Linked DNA regions of Mus musculus: region 1 is linked to region 2. The links are chromatin contacts, called in public Micro-C maps. All regions are on one chromosome and are shown on one strand. Each heading gives the region's core, a stretch centred on a gene start, on an enhancer-like site or on the middle of the called end of the contact. The rest is flanking DNA. Distances are from core to core; before and after follow the strand shown.

Region 1 (4,419 bases), core at 1,481-3,980, 150 kb before region 2:
AAATGAATATGCTATGTTAATGGATGGGAAGCTAGTATTGTAAAGACAGTAGGTTCTCTATAATCACTTTGGCAGTACTATTTCCCCCACAGCTGAGTGTAGGAGTGGCATTAACAATTATAACTCTAACAGCCCAGCCTTGGTAGCTATTATCCCAACTATTTATCCTATAGTTAGGTTGTAAGTACAGCACCTGCTCTCTGCCCTGGGCACTCCAGCTGCCCCTTGCTTTAATCCCTTCCTGGATAGACTCCCAGTGTCTCAGCGGAGACAGGGCTGCCATGCACCCCCAGGGTGGTACTAGGTAAACCAGGCATGCATCTGTTGTGTTTTGTAAAAAGACAGAGAGTCCTGGGATATGTTTGATGGAGGTGTGGTATGGTGTGGGGGAAGAGGGTGCCTCTGCGGGCCCATGCTGAGGCATCCCTTCCCCCTGAGGGACCAGCCACACAACGGTATAGTATACAATAAAGTTTACTCAGGGCATGGGGAGGGGAGTTGAGATAAAGGCAGAGAGAGAGAGAGAGAGAGAGAGAGAGAGAGAGAGAGAGAGACAGAGAGAGAGACAGAGACAGAGACAGAGAGAGACAGAGAGAGAATAGAGGAGTAGAGGCCAGCCATGAGTACTTGGAGAGGGGGAAGAGGGTAAGGGAGAAGGTCAGGAGAGAGGGGCAGAGGGAGAGAGAGAGAGAGAGAGAGAGAGAGAGAGAGAGCGAGCAAGTAGCACCTTTCCTAGTGAGTCAGGCACACCTGGCTGTTGCCAGGCAACTGTGGGGCGGAGCCTAGACTAAATGCCAACAGCATCTTCCATTAAGTTCACGAGAAACCCCTTGCTTGGGATGGAGGTGTGTAGCTGGGGCACAGGTAGACAGAAGTTGGTGTTGTCTCCGATGGGTAGAGAGGGATCGGGTACTGCGACACAGTCCTGGTTTCAAATGGTCCCTTGTTTGGCTTCTTCAACTGCCTATAGGTGTCTTTTCAACCAGAAGGGGCCTAGCAGTTCATTGTGCAGTGACAGGAAAGTTGAGTGCAGGGTGCAAGTGGCCTTGAGCTGTCATGTACTGTTACTATGGGTGCTTGGACTAACATTACCACTGAGGTCAGAGAGCAACTTCTGGGAGTAGATTCTCTCCTTCTACTATGTGGGTCCCAGTGATCAAACTCAGGTTGTCAGGCTTGTTAGCAAGCAGCTCTCCCTACTGCATCATCGAGACGGCCCCTCGACATTAGCTTTGTTCAGAGTCCTAAACTCATCCACCCCTGACTTTTGGTCATGGCTGTTAGAAAAAAGCATGTGGCTGGCCTGCTGTGGTGGCACGCATCCAGAATTACAGGAGGACTGCAAATCTGAGCTTAGCCTAGGCTGTGCACCAAGACCTGGTATCAAATATAGGGGCCGGGGTCCAGAGCAGTGATGGAATGTCTGCTTAGCATGGTTCAGGACTGAGATTCACATCACAGAACTGCAAAGGTATGCAAAACCGCACAGTCGGCTGGATGCTGTTAGTTTCTGAGTAGCTGTAGAGTGGCCATGAGTGTGGAAGAGCTGATCTCAGGTACTGAACCTACTGTGGATCTATGTTGGTGTTTGGGGTTACATGGACCATGGATCAAAGAGAAGAGGGCTTCTGCAGGATGGATTCAGGCTTCTCAGCAGCAGGGTACCAGTCTCTGAAGGATGAACGCTGACAGCCTCCTAGAAGCTCTTTTCAGTGTTACACAAAAGGCACCTTGAGCAAGTCAATCGCCAAATACCAAAACTTCTTATCTGACCTGGGGGTTATATTGAAAGACCCATCACCTAAGCACTTCTCAGCCATTTGCCAGGCCAGTCTCCTCAGACTAAATCTTAGGGACCCTTAGAGATGGCCCTGTGTTGCCATCCCACTGTGAGCTGAGGATGAGTATTCTTGAGTTGAACTGGGGCCTCCCCCAGCCCCCCTGTGTTCCCCTATCCATGCAAATGCTGGTGGCAACAGTTCTGACAAACTAAGGGAGACTTAGAGGCCAGGCTCACTTCTGGCCGTGTGGATGTTTGCCCAGACTCAAAGCCTGCCCCTCAAATGACCTCTTACTTTATAGACTGCCTCGAGCAGTGGTACACAATACTTACTGTATTTGGTTGTTAAGGGAGCACTTTAGCCTCTACCCTAGATGGCCCTAACCTCAGGGCACACTGGTCAGAGGCCAAGCAGCTTTAGGACAATTGGGCCAGTGGTGGCTTAGATAAGCACAGCAGAGCTATGGGACATCTAACTCACATTAAGGAATCAAGGAAGGCTTCCTGAAGGAGGTGACACCTGAGCACAGCCTTGTAGGACATGTGGGTCAAGAGGACTCTCCCAGTCTGTGTCCAGATCACTCTTCCTATTGGCTGTGGAGGAGGCCTAATGTAAGCAAAAGCCAGGAGCCTTAGGCCTGCTCACAGGTAGTGGAGGACCACGGTTCATCTTCCTGCTCCATACTAAGGGGAATGCTAACTTTCTTTAAACAACACTTTGAAGAAACAGACAGAGCCCTTCCTGCCTCTCACTAGGCAGAGCATACCTCCACACAGGCACCCATGGGAAGCGTTTTGCATCCTTTGGAGCCAGCCTCAGTTTGCTGGAAGACAAGGATAATTGACCTTAAAAAAATACAGCAGGTCCCCACTCTGCCAACCCACCCACCCTGTCCTTCTGCCCCAATCCTTAGTCAACGGCTGTGGTCTCAGAAGATTCCATCATGTTGGGAGGTGAGTCAGAGCCTCCTGTCTCCATGGAAACCCCCTTCTATAGCACCAGGACCACAGACAACGCCTAAGACGTTGCCAAATTCCCACCCCAATCTGTGTTGTTTTCTCTGAACTAAACCTATACATGGTTCCTTCCTGCTGGCTCTACTTCTGACACTGTGGGTGTGCTGGGACGGGGCCTGGCTTCCTCCAGTGTTTTATGTCTGTCTCCCTGTGCATGTGCCCTCCTGCCCAGAGCTGGCATGGTCTTACCTACTGCCCTGTAACAGGCACTTCCTAGGCATCTGGTGGCCACCAAGACATGCTGGAATTGGTCATGAGAACCACCCAGCAGCAACCTCTTCGCAGCCTTTGTGTGACAAAGTCATGCCTTCAGGAGATGACAACACGGGGCAGGAAAATGGTAAACAGGCGTGAGATCAATACTCAGTGGTAATAATAAGGGGTGAAATCGCACAGCTGTTCAGGTTTTAGGTTTTTTGTTTGTTGTTGGTTAGTTTGTTAGTTTGTGTGCATGCCCCAGGCAGCCTCAGATGCTACTTGGTACAATAGCCGCTGCGTGTCCCATTAAGAGGCTCAGAGACAGTCTTCACCTTGGAGGACAGTTCTGGCCACGAGGCCATAAGACACAGGAAGTAAAGTGGGTCCTGAGCCAAGCCTGGAGGAGAGCCTTGGGACCGTAGGTAAGAGCGCCCTCTGGTGACCAAGAAGGAACTGTAGCTTCACAGGTGGGAGAAAAGGCTCTGAAGGTAGCTTACAGCTTCAAGGCTTCAAGGGAACTAAACGCTAGAGGACCTTCCTGGAAGAGGGAAGCTGAAACAAGAAGACTGCTTCCCTGAGCACTCACCTACAGTCTGTCGTTTCGCTTTCCTTAAGACCCTGGGACCCCATTCAGTCTTGTGTGGGTATTGAGGGTGGGGGTTGCAACCAGCCTACAGCTGGGGCAGCAATTGGTCCCTAAGCCTACCAAGTCTATATCTAGGCCTGATCTCAGGGCAGTCATGGAGACAGGGTAGTCTAATTCCCTCAGAGAACAAATAAGGCTCAGAGAGGACCTTGCCTGAGTAAGTGGCAGAATAGACTTCCGTCTCCAAGGTAGTTCTGGATTTGCGGCTATGCATTCTACGGGCACCTCTAGCTCAGGGCTCCCTGGATGCCTTGGTTAATCCTGGCTCCGTCCTAACTGGTCGCATTGTCTTGGGCAAGTTGGTTAACATTGTTGCGCTCAGTTCCTCATCGCAAAATGAAAGTCCTAGGCGAATCTTTCTAGAGTTTCCATGAGGATCAAAGTTGCCTTTCTGTCAAGGTACTACTGTTACTTCTAAATCTCATATGCCACGCCCGCTCACCCCCATCCCTCATCCTGGGGCCGCGCAGGCTTCGGGCAGTGTGGACCTGCTCTCTGCTATCAAGGAGGAGCTTTCTGAAGCTGGTGTAAAGTTGCCAGACCAGACCGCATTATCACGACCCCCCCCACCCCCCCACAATAGAGGAAGGATACGGCAGAGGCTGTGGGCAAAGCTGGGAGGAGGTGCCTTGGGTTTCCTAGGACACTATCATCCATCACAGGCTGTTCCTGGTATGCCACCAGGGGGTGCTATAGGACTTACAGTTGGAATAGAGAGAGTCTTGCTGTTTAAAGTGACAGATGGGGGGAAATGTGGGAACAGCCTAAGATAGGGGAG
Region 2 (4,017 bases), core at 469-2,968:
TGTGGGGCTGCGGTGAGGTAATGTGTACAAAGGGCTTTGCAAAGGTCTGGCATGAGGCAAGCGCTTAGCCGATATTAAGTTCTTCGTGTATTCTTGTTTCGGTGCTGGGGATTGAATCCAGGGCGGCTAGGCAAGCCCTCAGCCACTGTGCTTCCTCCCCAGCCAACCGAAACCTCAGAATTACTCTGAGGTGGGCATTATTATCAATCCCATTGAACCGATGGGAAAACGGAGCTCACAGTGGACGAGCAGCTCACTCAGTGACCCATAGCAAGAGGAGGCCAAGTCAAAAACTATATACCCCGGTGCCTGGTGACAGCCTGGCCGACAGGAACTGTCCCGTAAACACTCGGAATGTTTATTTCCTCAATGTTCTCAACTTCAGATTTTTTTTTCTACTGCAAATTTGAATGGACCAGTCTTGAGACCCAAAGCTCCCTAAAACCTAATGTGCTGCTTTGTATATTGATGCTTATCGGAGGTCTGTGTCTGTCGAGCCAGAAATAGTTCCCAGCCTCTGTTCTCAGCCCTAAGACTCCAAGACGAGGAAGCTTCTCTTTGTGCTACAGGGATGCGGGGGCTGGGCAGAGAGGGAATAGGAGGGTGCGAATGAGTAAACCCACCGGGAGAGGCGGTGGGAACCTTCAAGCTCCCGCAGGCTCCAACAGCCCGGCTGCTTTCTCACACGGCACTCTCTGCTACCTCCCACGCCTCGGACTTCCTCCCACACCCTCCGCCCGAACCTGTTGTCTCACTTCTCCTGTCTCCTTGAGCTTACTCCATCCTGCACTAAATCTGCCTCGGCCCCTCTGCCTACTTCCTGCCTCCAGCCATGCGCTGTGATGGACAGACACAGGGCGCCCAAGGCAGACCCCACTCTTTACCCCAGGCTGCCTCCAAGTTGTCATCGTGCTTTGAGCCTAGGGCAGGGCCATGCCTTGGCAGGTCCCTGCAGAACAGGCTGCCTGGCCAGAAATCCCCATAATAAGTAGGTAAGGTTCAGGGCTGCCCCTGTGAGGCACGGCAAAGGGGTGTGGGGCATAGAAACGGAGAGAGCTTGCAAACCAGGTGTGGGTGCCACCCTTCATAAACAAATCCTCTTTAGACTGGCGAATGAACAGTCAGTGAACCTGGGAACTGGGACACCAGGTCAGCACGCAGCTCTCCCAATGCCGCCTTGCCCCGCCCAATGCCGCCTCGCCCCGCCCACTGTCCATGCCCAGTACCCCTTACCCCTTTACCCCCTCCCCTGCCCCCAGCCCGATGACCACAACTCCCAGGCCTCTCTTAAGATAGTTCCAGCCTGCCCTGCACCCTGTCCTGGTCACTTTACTCTTTATTCTGAAGAAACCCAAACTCTGTGAGCCTGCAGAGCCGGGGTGTTTCTCTCCTCATAATACTGCTGCCCCACCACCACCACCACCACCACCACCACCACACACACAGACACACACACACACACACACACACACACACACAGACACACACACACACACACACAATCTAGAGACAGCTCTCCTAGATCTGCCTGCCTTAGCACTCCTAGGTCTCCTTCTGCACAGCTCGCCTGATTCTAGGTATTATGTGCCTTAGCTTTCAGGTGTACCCAGTCTACCTTTCCTCTGGGAAAGTTGCCTCAAGGGGCCGATGACAGGGTCTTTACTCTCTCTCTGCCTGCCCCTGCAGGATTCAGCGTGGTGTGTAGCAGAGCGAGCCCACGCTAGCCCAGTGATTTTTTCTAAACCACGATGCCTCAGAATGTGCCAGAAGGCTTGTTAAAGCTTAAGTATTGGTCCTCAGCCTCAAGTTTCTGCTCCAGCAGGGCTGAGGCAGGTCCAGAAATGCGTGTCTTATACAAGGTCAGGTCCATATCCAACGGTCTGAGACACAGTTAAGAATGACTCAAAAGAATGACTCAAAAGGCCCCCTTCTGGGCAAAGACAACATGGGGTAAAAACGCCCAAATGTGGCCTGAGTTTGCCCCAAAGCAGATGGTTGGTGTGGGTACAGTGTATCAGTTCTGCTGACCCATCCGCCCATACCACCCTCCAGTTCCCAGAGAATGATGTAGGCCCCCAGGTGCCCCATTTCTCAGCTCCGCGTGTGTGTTCATTCAGGTCACCCTGTTAGAATTCTGTAAGTACCAGGTACTGAGCAGCCCAGAAAAGCCACGCCCAGACCTCCAGAGGGGCCCAGCCCTGGGGCTTCTGACCTCCTTCTGGACTGCTTTCACATTCCTCCTCCCCAACGGAGCAGTCCTGGAGTGTCCCTTTTGTTACCAGGTGGGGCTTTGTCCTGGGGCTAGGAAGCTGAGAGCAAGGTACTGGGGATAGAGTCCCTGTTTAGAAGCAAAGAGGAGGAGGCCGTAGGAGAAGGGAGCCTCCTGACATTGCAGAGCCTGGTAAAGTGGCACACACCTTTGATCCCAGAACTAGGGAGGCAGAGGCAGGCAGATCTCTGAGTTCAAGGTCAGCCTGCTCTATAGAGTGAGCTCCAGGACTACACAGAGGAACCGCTATAAATGAACATATATCTAAATGAACAGTGTGCGTATGTGTGTGTGTGTGTGTGTGTGTGTGTGTGTGAATTAAAAATAGATACAATTCTTTGAAAAAAGAAAGAAAACTCTAATAAATTAAGAAAGAACTTAATGTTAGAATCCAGCTGCTGCTCAGTCTGTCGTTACCTGCAGCAACCCCTCCCCTGTTCATATCCTCTTAGATGTGACAGGTAGACACTGGGGGGCAGCCTGTGAATCTCTAGCTGGCAGACTTCCTGGTGCCAGCTAGATTTTTTACCCAGGGAAGTGAGTTTATACCAAAGCGAGTATTGGTGGCCACACATCCTGCTGCCCTTCCCTGCCTCCAGCCTGGCAGTCAGAGAGCCAGGCAGCCAAGCTGTATCACAATGCCCTGAGCCATCACTTCATCTTAGTATAGTATAAGTAGAGACACCCACTTTCACTACAAGGGCTCTGATCTCCTCTCTTCCAAGATTAAACTATGCTATCTATCCCCAGTGCTGGAGTCTGGACTCTTAAGGGCCCTGCCATACTGTTGTCTGTCTGTCTGTCTGTCCAAGGCATTAATAAACTCCATACTCCCAACAGTCTGTCTCAGTGTGCCGCCTGAATTCCTGTCTGAGGCCTGCCATGGCCAATACCCTCACTCGGGCATTCGAACGCATTCTTCACCTGCTAGTTTCAATCTGAGTCCTGTGTCTGTCCCTCTGTCCTCGGGGTCACAAGAAGGTACAGCCACCACCACCGTGGGCCACTCTTGAAAGTCAATTGAGCCCTAGTGTCTGCCTTGCCCCACCTTGAGTTCTCTGGTCTGCATAGACCATAGCACCAGTTCTGCTTTGGCCGTAGCCAGCATCATCGCCACAGCCTCCTCATTGCTCTCCTGGCTGCAGCTAGAGCCTCTCCAGCTCCTGAAAGGATCTGATGATGCTATGGAGTTGGTTCACACACCTCATGGCTTTCTTGGCTTCCTGCTCCCTCGACACCCGCCACAGGCTTTGACACTACTGTCAGGGCGTCCTTCCCTCCAGACTTCCTCCAAGCCTCACTGCCCAGCCACCCCTGATTATGTTAGGTGCCCCTGCTCCTAGCCCTACCACCCCCTTCATGCCCCTCTTTCCCACACTTCACCCCAACGCTGACATCGTTCATGTCCTTCTCGAGGAGGAACTAGAGTGCAGACCCCAGTCTCCATCCTTTTGTTTCCTCTCCCCTCAGGAACACACATAGTAGGTGCTCAACAAAGGCTCACTCCTTGAGTAAATGGACATACAGCCAGCACTGACAGGTTGCCCTCTTGAGCAGACACAGAGCAGGGAGTCCCTTCCCAGCTCAGAAGGGATCTGTGCTTTTCCTGGGGAGTCCTAAAGGCAGGTCAGGGGCTCAAAGCTCAGAGAGAAGGCTGGCTAGGAATCTGTCTTGTCCAGGCTTTTGGTACCAGAGGGAGGAGCATCCCCAATCCTGCTCGACCTTGGCATAGGAGATAACATCCAACA

The links. Hi-C and Micro-C count contacts between places; a contact is called where the count stands out from the background.
Region 1: a Micro-C map of the HL-1 cell line shows a contact between it and region 2, with 4 times the contacts expected there. The contact joins two enhancer-like sites. A contact is called at or near these places in 8 of 484 Hi-C or Micro-C datasets (the HL-1 cell line, cerebral cortex, cortical neurons and 4 more), 1 of 115 datasets of contacts at active chromatin or transcription factors (pancreatic cancer cells) and 3 of 9 other capture datasets (adipose tissue, embryonic stem cells and pancreatic islet).

What each region holds. Positions count from the first base shown.
Region 1 is chr1:135,944,887-135,949,305 of GRCm38.p6, reverse strand. No RefSeq gene overlaps it. Among named protein-coding and RNA genes, the nearest start is that of Pkp1, 28 kb to the right of the region's middle. Within about 2 kb of position 2,730, at least 35 of the 459 cell types and tissues checked have an H3K27ac peak or open chromatin away from gene starts, as enhancers often do. A contact at or near this core is called in the HL-1 cell line, cerebral cortex and pancreatic cancer cells, where this site is marked.
Region 2 is chr1:135,790,597-135,794,613 of GRCm38.p6, reverse strand. It overlaps a transcript of Tnni1 not described here. Among named protein-coding and RNA genes, the nearest start is that of Tnni1, 6.8 kb to the left of the region's middle. Within about 2 kb of position 1,718, at least 89 of the 459 cell types and tissues checked have an H3K27ac peak or open chromatin away from gene starts, as enhancers often do. A contact at or near this core is called in the HL-1 cell line, cerebral cortex and pancreatic cancer cells, where this site is marked.